Regions from separate parts of the Oryctolagus cuniculus genome. Here region 1 is linked to region 2. A link is a contact called in public Hi-C data. All regions are on one chromosome and are shown on one strand. Each heading gives the region's core, a stretch centred on a gene start, on an enhancer-like site or on the middle of the called end of the contact. The rest is flanking DNA. Distances are from core to core; before and after follow the strand shown. Region 1 holds the start of STAT1 (signal transducer and activator of transcription 1). Region 2 holds the start of NABP1 (nucleic acid binding protein 1).

The links. A called contact is a pair of places that touch in the nucleus more often than the background predicts.
Region 1: a contact with region 2 is called in a Hi-C map of an unstated tissue, with 2.8 times the contacts expected there. The contact joins the promoter of STAT1 here to the promoter of NABP1 in region 2. A contact is called at or near these places in 2 of 6 Hi-C or Micro-C datasets (ear pinna and an unstated tissue).

What each region holds. Positions count from the first base shown.
Region 1 is chr3:49,292,047-49,296,874 of mOryCun1.1, reverse strand. STAT1 (signal transducer and activator of transcription 1) reads right to left here and starts at 1,951. Exons shown (of 25, transcript XM_002712346.5): 1 at 1,669-1,951; 2 at 1,125-1,411.
Region 2 is chr3:48,584,601-48,589,064 of mOryCun1.1, reverse strand. It overlaps NABP1 (nucleic acid binding protein 1), which reads left to right and starts at 1,469. Exons shown (of 6, transcript XM_070070458.1): 1 at 1,469-1,599; 2 at 2,264-2,402.

The sequences.
Region 1 (4,828 bases), core at 702-3,201, 710 kb before region 2:
AAGAGACCCAGATGGAGGTCTAGGCTCCAGCTTTGGCCAGGGCCATTTCAACCATTAGGGAATGAATCAGTGATGGAAGATGTCTCTGTCTCTCTCCCTCTGTAACTCTGCCTTTCAAATATAGAAATCAATCTTTAAAAAAAAAAGATTTATTTATATATTTGAAAGAGTTACACAGAGAGAGGCAGAGGCAGAGGCAGAGAGAGAGAGAGGTTTTCCATCCTCTGGTTCACTCTCCAGTTGGCCGCGACGGCCGGAGCTGCACCGACCCGAAGCCAGGAGCTTCCTCTGGGTCTCCCACAAGGGTGCAGGGGCCCAAGGACTTGGGCCATCTTTTACTGCTTTCCCAGGCCATAGCAGAGAGCTTGATCAGAAGTGGAGCAGCTGAGTCTCGAACCAGCGCCCATATGGGATGCCAGCGCTTCAGGCCAGGGCTTTACCCTGCTGCGCCACAGCATTAACCCGCTGTGCCACAGCGCTGGTATCCCATAGAAATCAATATTAAAATCCCGCCAAAATCCACTACATTTGGCCATTCCTAGGCTGACTTCCACCCCAGCCCAATCCATCCATTCAACAAAGCAATGCAAATTATTTCCTGCTCAGTCCACTGCAACTCCTGCTCGCAAGGAGCCTTCCCACAAATTTCTCTCTCTCCATTGTACCAGGACTCAGGCTGGGTCCAAATATTGAGGCTCTCCCAGCAACAAGTGAGCCTCCTTGACCTCGGCCACGGTGCCTTCCGCAGTTCCAGGAGAGCTCTAGGAGACCATGAGCTCTCATACTGCCAGACCCCGCGGGAGGTAAGCTCCAGGGCTCTGCGAAGGGGTGCGGGGCCATTTCTCTTTTAACATCCTGTGGACCTCGGACAGGGACCCCCATATAGGATGCGCTCAATTAACAGTCTGCTGAATTGCGATCCTGTATATTGCGGATGGCATTAGAAAGGTAAAGGCAAACTTTTTCCTGATCCCACAAGTTTGCATCCAGCATGCTCTTTAAATAGCGGTTCGCTGCACACTAGGATGCTCTGGAGGCTTATTTGTGCCCCATGAAAATCAATTCCCTCTCTAATCTACACAAGCATGTCTACAGCACTGGCAATGAAACATCTACATACCCACCGAGATTTGCGGGGTCTAAGTACCGCTTTAATACGGGGAAGATACTAAGCTCCTCCAGGCTGCAACACTCATACAGAGAGTCCAGAGCCGCGTTGCTGCGAACCGACCTGTCACTCCGTGTTCCAGCCAGGGGGCGAAGACTCAGTCAAAGCCGCAGCGACACACACCCGCGAGGTGCCAAGACTGTGCGGTCTCGCCTGCCTCCGCCGGCAGCGTCGATGCCACACGGCTCGCGGGAAGCCCAACTTCCTGCACAGAGTCGACGACGGTGTCTGCGTGGAAAGGAGCTGCAAGGAGGAAATCGAAGGTGACCAGGAAGGTGCAGGATCTCCGGGCGCACCTGTACTGCCCGCGCAACGCCTGGCAGGGGGTGCCGAGCCGGGCAGCGTCAACACCGGCAACAGGTGGCTCTGCTCGCATGAGGACACTGGGGACTCGCCCACAGATGAGCCAAACAGCCCATCCTCGCCCCGCTGTCCCGCGGCACTGCCCCGAGGGTCCCAGTCCCGGCGTGTCCCTTCCCCGGCACCTCACGCCCACTCACCCACTCCACGCGCAGGATCCGGCCCGGGTGAGCGGAGGCAAGGCGAAAAGCGGCCCCGCGCCGGGCCTGCCTATTAGCCTGAGCTCGGAGTGGGGTGTGTGCCGAGAGCACTTCCGCCTGCGGCCAGGGCGCTCTGCAGACCCTGCCCTGGAAAACGAAAGTATCCTGTGCGAGAAAAGGCCGCGCCGGCCGCCGGCCTCCTTCCGCCTGCGCCAATCAGCGGGCGACTGCCGCGCTCCGCCAATCGCACGCGGCTGTTCCGCGCGCGGCGCCGCCTCCCGCCGCAGGCCAGGGTTTCCGCGGGCTGGGGGGCGGGGCCGGCGCGTGGGAGGCCCGAGGCGATGCTGGCTTCCGCGAGGCGGCGGGGCTGAGGCCGTGTTGACATAATCTGGTGGAAGCTGGGTTCGCCTAGGGGCCCGACTTTGGGGCGCCTTGCCTTCGCCCTCTCTCCGAGCGCCCAAGCTGAGGGCTGGGCTGGGCGGGGGCGTTGTCACTCCAGAAGCTGAGTCGAGCAGCTGCCCCGCTGTGTTGCCACATCCTGGCAACCTGACCGGTCGGGCCGGGTGACGCAGACTCTCGCCCTTGGCCACAAAGACACCGCTTCTCAATGCGGCTTCTTACCACGCTGGCATCCTTTCTCTATTGCTTCGCCCCCACTCTCAGTCCATTAAAGGTTCGGCATGGTCAGGGCCCAGATCTGGGTCTGCTCCTTCGCCCACCCTTACCTCACCCACACCACCCACGGATTCAGTTTGCTTCCAGCTGGAGGGCTCCACCCGCACCAGGCGCTCCACCGCGGAGCCCTGCAAACTCTGCTCAGAACAAAGTCCTCTTTCTCTCCAAGCCGCTTTTTCTAGAAATGGTGCCACGTGCTGAGGAAGTCACCTCCAACATGGCCTTCTCCCTCGCCCCTGCACTCGGTCCTCAGCCTTGCTGATTCTTCCTCCTAAACGTTTCCCAAGTGTCGCTTTTCTCCACCCTTCTGCACCCTGCCGCTGGGTTATTGTAGTAGATTCCCAAATGGCTGCCTGCTTCCACTCTTAGTCCCTTTCAATCTGTTCTCTATACAGCAGTATGAGAGTTTTTTTTTTTTTTTTTTTTTTTTTAAAGATGGTGAGGCAGATCATGTCATTTGCCAACATGAGAAATCATACAATGGCTCTTCTTTGGTCTTAGAAAACTCAAATTTCTTTCTTATTTTTTTAAAGATTTTATTTATTTGAGAGGTAGAGTTACAGAGAGAGGGAGAGACAAAGAAAAAGGTCTTCCATCTGCTGGTTCACTCCCCAAATGGTCACACTGGCTGGCGCTGGGTGGATCCAAAGCCAGGAGCCAGGAGCTTCTTCCCGGTCTCCCACGTGGATGCAGGGACCCAAGTTCTTGGGCCATCTACTGCTTTCCCAGGCCACAGCAGCGAGCTGGATTGGAAGTGGAGCAGCTGGGACACCAACTGGCGCCCAGGCAGGTGGAGGCTTAGCCCATTACACCCCAGTGCCCACTCAACTTAAACATTTTTTTTAAAAGATGTATTTTATTTATTTGAAAGATGGAGTTACAGAGAGAAGTAGAGACAGAGAGAGAGGTCTTCCATCCACTGGTTCACTCCCCAGATGTCTGGAGCTGTGCTGATCCGAAGCCAGGAGCTTCTTCCGAGTCTCCCACATGAGTGCAGGGGCCCAAGGACCTGGGCCATCTTCTGTTGCTTTCCCAGGCCACAGCAGAGAGCAACTCAAACTTCTTAAAACAGCTGGTGAAGCCCTCCTTCACTATCACTTTCTCTAACCTCATCTTGTGCTGCTTTTGCCTTTGCTTATCTCATCAGTTTTGTCCTTCAAACTGGCCAAACTTTCCCCAAACTCCAGGCCTTCTCACCAGCAGTTCTGTCTTTGGAAAGCCCCTAAAGCCAACATTTCCCTTCCTTTCCCAGCTTCTTCACCAGCTGCTTCATCTTTGAAGTCCCGGCTTGAAATCCCAGCTTAAATGTCACTTCTGTAGGTAGGCATTGCGCAGGCCAGACTAGATCTTCTTGGAAGATATACCCATGAAACCAGTTGATTCGTTCCATGGTAAGTTGAATTTGAATCAAGCCTTGAACAATAAGGCAACTCCGGCTAGCGGAGGAATCTGAATAATTTCCCAGGGATGTGCACATGTGAGTATGTGCACTACAGTCTTTTCCTCTTTCCCCGTCTACTTTATCTTCTTGTCACACGTACACCCTCACAAAGCCAGTGCTGACCTGCTGACAACAGTGACCCTGGGACTGAAGGAGCAGTAAAGCTAACCTTCTGTATGCCCCGAGAGGCCAGGCCGTCCAGAGGGGCTCTTTCTGCTCTTCCCCATCTGAGCCAAGCAGCCAGCCAGTGGTCTGTTGTTCTCTGAAAAGAGCTGACTCTAGGAAGGGTAGATAATACATTAACATTTTCCCCCTAGTACTGTAATACTTGCACAAAGAATAACTTCACTGTTGATGGAGGAATTAAATAACCTTAAAACCTGCAAATAAGACCTTTTTCTTGGGGGCCCCAAACCCCAATTATTATGTTTCTATAGATGCTTCCTTCCCCATGTTTTCTCCTCCTTTGGTTTTCTACTGCTGGCAATACCCTGCCGTAGTCCTGCCTCCCTTTAGAACTGGAATGCGCTGGGAGACTATGGGTAGACTACCGTTGTCCTCTCTTTCCCCTCCAAGACATTTGCAAACTAAATCCCCTAAAACAACTGTTGATATAAGCATTCCCTACTAAAGCACCGTAACAGCCCTCACTGTATTAATGGTGAACACAAATGTTGTCTATGGGCCTGGCTCCTCCACACAGTGCCCTTCCCTTCCCAGGCTTGTCTCCCATTGTCCCATTGGCCAACTAAGCTCTCCTTCATGCTTTGTAAAATGTTTTACTTCTGCATTTATTTGAGAGGCAGACAGACACTGAGAGACAGAGACAGACAGAGAGCTTCCATCTACTGGTCTGCTTCCCAGATGCCTGCTGGAGCTGGGCCAGGCCAAAACCAGGAGCCAGAGACCTAATGCAAGTCTCCCATGTGGGTGGCAGGGACCCAATTGCTTGAGCCATCACAGCTTCCTCCCAGGGTCTGCCTTAGCAGAAAGCTAGGATTGGGAGTGCAACTGGCACTGGAACTCAGATACTCCAGTATGAAA
Region 2 (4,464 bases), core at 220-2,719:
ATGTGAATATTTTTGAAGCCCTTTTGGTAGGGCTAGCCTGTAGTGCCTGTTTGTAGATGTTTGGGGAGTAGAAGTTGACTTAAAAATATTCAGAAGAGGGAGGGGCTTAAGGCTTCTTGAGGCTTCCCTAACAGTTTCCTTACCATCACAAATAGTTAAGTAGATTCTTTAGAAGTCCTACAATGCATCCTGCTGCTGCCACTATGTAAGTCTAAAAATTACCTGCAGGATGGAGAGCTCCTGGATGAAGACTGCTTGGATTAAATGCCCAGTTTGGCCATTCTCTAGCTCTGCGGTCAAGTTACAGCAGCTGTAAATGAGGATTAAAATGAGCAGTCACCACGTAAAGTAGTTACAAGATTAAACCATCACAGTTTAAGCTGTTACTGTACTAATGTCTTTTTTTTTTTCAATAACAAAAAATTGGCGAGGGAAAAATATTGAGCATCTACTATTTGCTGGACACTAGTCGGACAGTTTAAGATCCCACTTGATCCTCTGTAAAGCAATGTTCCTCATCTCATTTTTCGGATGATGAAATCATGGCTAGGAAGCCTCACCATTTCTCCTAAAGGTCACATAACCACTGACTAGTTTGAACCCGGAATTGTCCCTAAAGCACATGTGTACGTGGCACAAAGCAAGCCTCATTCACTTTCTTTTTACTCCCACCCCAGGGTATGTTTCAGGGTTTCCAAAGAGCAGAGTGCGGGAGTGTCATCTGAGAGAGCAAGGGGTACAGGAAACGTCACTCTAAGGATTGTAACCTCCAGCGTTTGAGTGACAGGCAGGGGACTGGGTCGGTTTGCGTTGCAGTCGGCCTGCTCTCAAGTTGCTGGGTGACCCTCGGCAAAGTACCTCACCCTTCCGGATCGCAACTAAAACATGCTTAGCACCAGACGGCTGGACTGATTTCCTAGCTCCCTCTGGTTTTAAAATCGCAGCCTTGTAACCACAGACCCCTCCTCACCATTCGAGCCCGTTTCCCGTTCGTCCGGGACCAGCCACCCTTTGCCACAACTCGGCTGCACAGCCTTCGTAGCCACCGCTCCCTAAACCCAACCCTTCCCTGTGACCGCGGGACTAAAGGTCAGGGGCGAGGGCCCGAACACCGCCGGCGGAATTACAAAGCAGGCAGTCCCTGAACTTCGCGAGCCCGCAGCAGAACGCCACCCAGGGAAACCGAGACAGGGCAGACCTGACGCTACGCCGCGACGGCGGGGGCGGGAGGAGAGCGGGCGGGGCGGGGCCGAGAGCGGATTGGAGGGCCGAGGGGGCGGGGCCCGCGCTGACGGCCCCTGGGGGAGGAGCGACGGAAGCCGCGTCGGCGTCAGGGGCCTGTTCTCGCCCCTTAGTTTCCCCTCCCCCGCGCCGGGCGGGCGTGGCGGCGGGCGTGCCGGCGCTGTTTGACGTCATAAGGGGCGGGGCGGCCCGGGGGGAGCAGCCGGCGCGCGGGCGAGTTCCGCAGTTGCTGTGTGGGACGCTGGCTGCGCAGTGTCTCTGTCCTGCGCTCCGGTGTTGCTGTCACAGTCCGTCCCTTCCCGGAGCCCGGGGACAGACTGGGCGCGCGCCCGTGTGGGAGTGGGACTCAGGGCAGAGGTGTCCCTCGCTGCCTTTTTTTCTTTTATCCAAAGATAGGGGCAGTTCGCACGCTCGCCTTCCTGTCGCGGGGTTGGGAGTGGGGTTGGTGGGCGGAGTGGTTCGTCTTTTTTTTTTTTTTTTTCTTTTGAACTTGTGAGCGCTTTTTTTCTTTCGTTTTCTTTTTTTTTTTAGGCTGAGTGCCGTGCGGGCTGGTCCCCCGGTCCCTGAATAACCGCTTTCTGCCCCTTCTCGCCACCCCCGCCCAAGGTCGCCCCTGTCCCGGGAGGGTGGGAAGCCGCGTCCCCGCCCTGCCTGCGGGTGTCTCCGCAGCCGTAGCCGCACCTGCCTCAATATGAATGGGGTCAACGACCCGCCTCTTTTTATAAAAGATATTAAGCCCGGACTGAAAAACTTAAATGTCGTCTTTATTGTGCTGGAGATAGGTAAGTGGGGTCCACCGCCCTCGGGGCGCCCCGGGGCCGGGAGCGCCGGACTCCCCTCCCCCGCGGCGCCCTCTCCTCCCCTCCCCCACCCACGTGGCCCCGGTGGCCTCCTCCCGGGCTCGGGTCCTACCTGCGGCCAGAACCCGGCGTCCAGTGTAGGAGGAGTGAGAGAGCCCCTTCTGGACGACCTCGTTCGCTAACACACTCCTTCCCCCTTTTCGATTTTTAAATCCTCACAGGACGCGTGACCAAAACCAAAGACGGCCATGAAGTGAGATCGTGCAAAGTAGCAGATAAAACGGGCAGCATCACTATTTCCGTGTGGGATGAGATCGGAGGTCTCATACAGCCAGGGGATATAATTCGGTTGACCAGAGGGTAGGTGTGCTTCCAAGTGGGCTGGGCACGAGGAGCAGGGAGCGCTGTCGGGGTCGGCCAGCTCCTGGGTCTCAGCAGTGCTGAGGAGTTGGGAGCCCCTTGGGAGTTAACGTGGACTGTGTGGGCTGTAGCACACCTTGGCAGTTGCAGGCCACAGCGGCCACCCACTGCACCCCCGAGTTTATGGGATGGTTGTATTTTAAAAACTCTCCTGGGAGTCATTGAGTCTTTTTTAGTAGACTGTTAGAGCCTGTGCTTTCGCTTTTTTGTAAGTTATTTAAGCCGGTACAGTTGTCCCCGCCCCTCCATTTTTCCTGCCCATGTTTCACTTTCTTATTGAGACAATGTGGACACAAGTAAAAAATGTACCTGTGGGATTTACCGTTTTCTGTGTGTCACATTTGTACTTGGAACAACATAAGATGGGAATTTTGCAATGTCTTGGAGGCTCAGTGTCAAAAACCATTTCTTGTGTCTTACAATGTAAGGGCAGGGTTGTACAGAAACCAGAATGTCACCAGGAAGGTGTTTGGCAGGAAGACATCTGTGATACCTTCTTCCAGAAGTCTCAGCCTGCAGATCGGTGGCTTTAACAACTGAGTCACCCCCCCCCCCCTTTTTTTAAAAAGATTGCTTTCAGAAATTCACCAGATCTGTATCTTAGGAAGATAAAAGGCCAAGAGAGGAACTAGAACTAGAAGGTAGAATTTGAAGGTGTTGAGGACCCATAGAATTGTAGTAGTTTTCAGTCATCAGTCACTTCAGGAGAAATTGGTGGAGATCTAGTAAGTAGAAGCTGAGTGTAGATGGTATCTTAGAGGCCTTACAACATCTGCAGGAAGTGAGGTAGAGTATCAGCAAAGCAGGAAGTGAGAGTCAGCCCTTTGACATTTTATTCTCATCCTCTGACTCAAGACACTAATTATGTCTTTTCAACCTAAACAGAAAAGTCCCTATCTGGGAGGTTGTGGTGAAGATTAGCATAACTTGGAAGTTTCCCAACCCTCCAGATATCTTTCTGAAAACAGCATCTGTTTCAAATTTACATATAATGGATATTTTCATCAAAAAATTTGTCAAAAATTAAATTTGGTACCATAGTTTTTATCAGATTTTAAGGAGCACAATTACCAAAGAATACAACTCAAAGGGAGATTCAAAACTAAAGAAGTTTTGACATTGAGAACTTACTACATCTCCATAATACATCTGCTTGTGTACAGTGGAAATAATTAGACCCTAAATACTAAAATAACACTGCTTGGAGTCTGGCCCGTTGTAAGGCCCTCAAGTTCTTGGGAATCCTAAGAGTGGCTGTTGAAGTAGGGCATACCTAGGACAATGCTTAGTTTGAATATTGACATGCTTATTAGGAAACTCTGCAAACTCGATTTCAGCATGCTCATTCTTTAAAACAAACCAAAGTTAAATTAACAAATTTTTTAAATCAAAATGCACATTTTTACTTTAGTAAGGTGAAGTGATAATGCATAGTCTCAATCACTTTGTGTAACTTAAGAACTATGAATGGAGCCTTTAAAAAATAACTCATTAAAATGAAAAGAGCTTTATAATGTGAAACTAGCAAACTTCATTTTAGTATATATCTTTTAAGATGAACTTCACTTTATTTGGTTCAACTCTTTAGTTGATAAAGTCATGAAGTTACCATAGGAGTTGTACAAGGAACCTGGAAAAACAAAACTTGGACTGATTTTATGATATTGATTACATTTTTCTTAGTTTCGTATATAGAATTATTTAATGATGTCATCTGCATTCAGAATTGTTATGAGTAAACACTTGTTTTTCTGCCAGGTTGCTATGGAAATTTATAAATTTTGAAAGCAGATGTGAAAGATGCAAATTTTGAAAACAGCTGTGTGAAAGATTTTTAACTTTAGTTTTTGTGTGTGCGCGCGCGCTCGCGAGTGGTGTTTTGTTTGTTTTTTGTTTTTGTTTTTAAAAGCAACTTGATTATATTATGCTAAGTCTTCAATAGCTTGGCAACCTTGTACCTAAAACTGTTATGTCAGTATTTTACTGGATCATGTAAATGAGT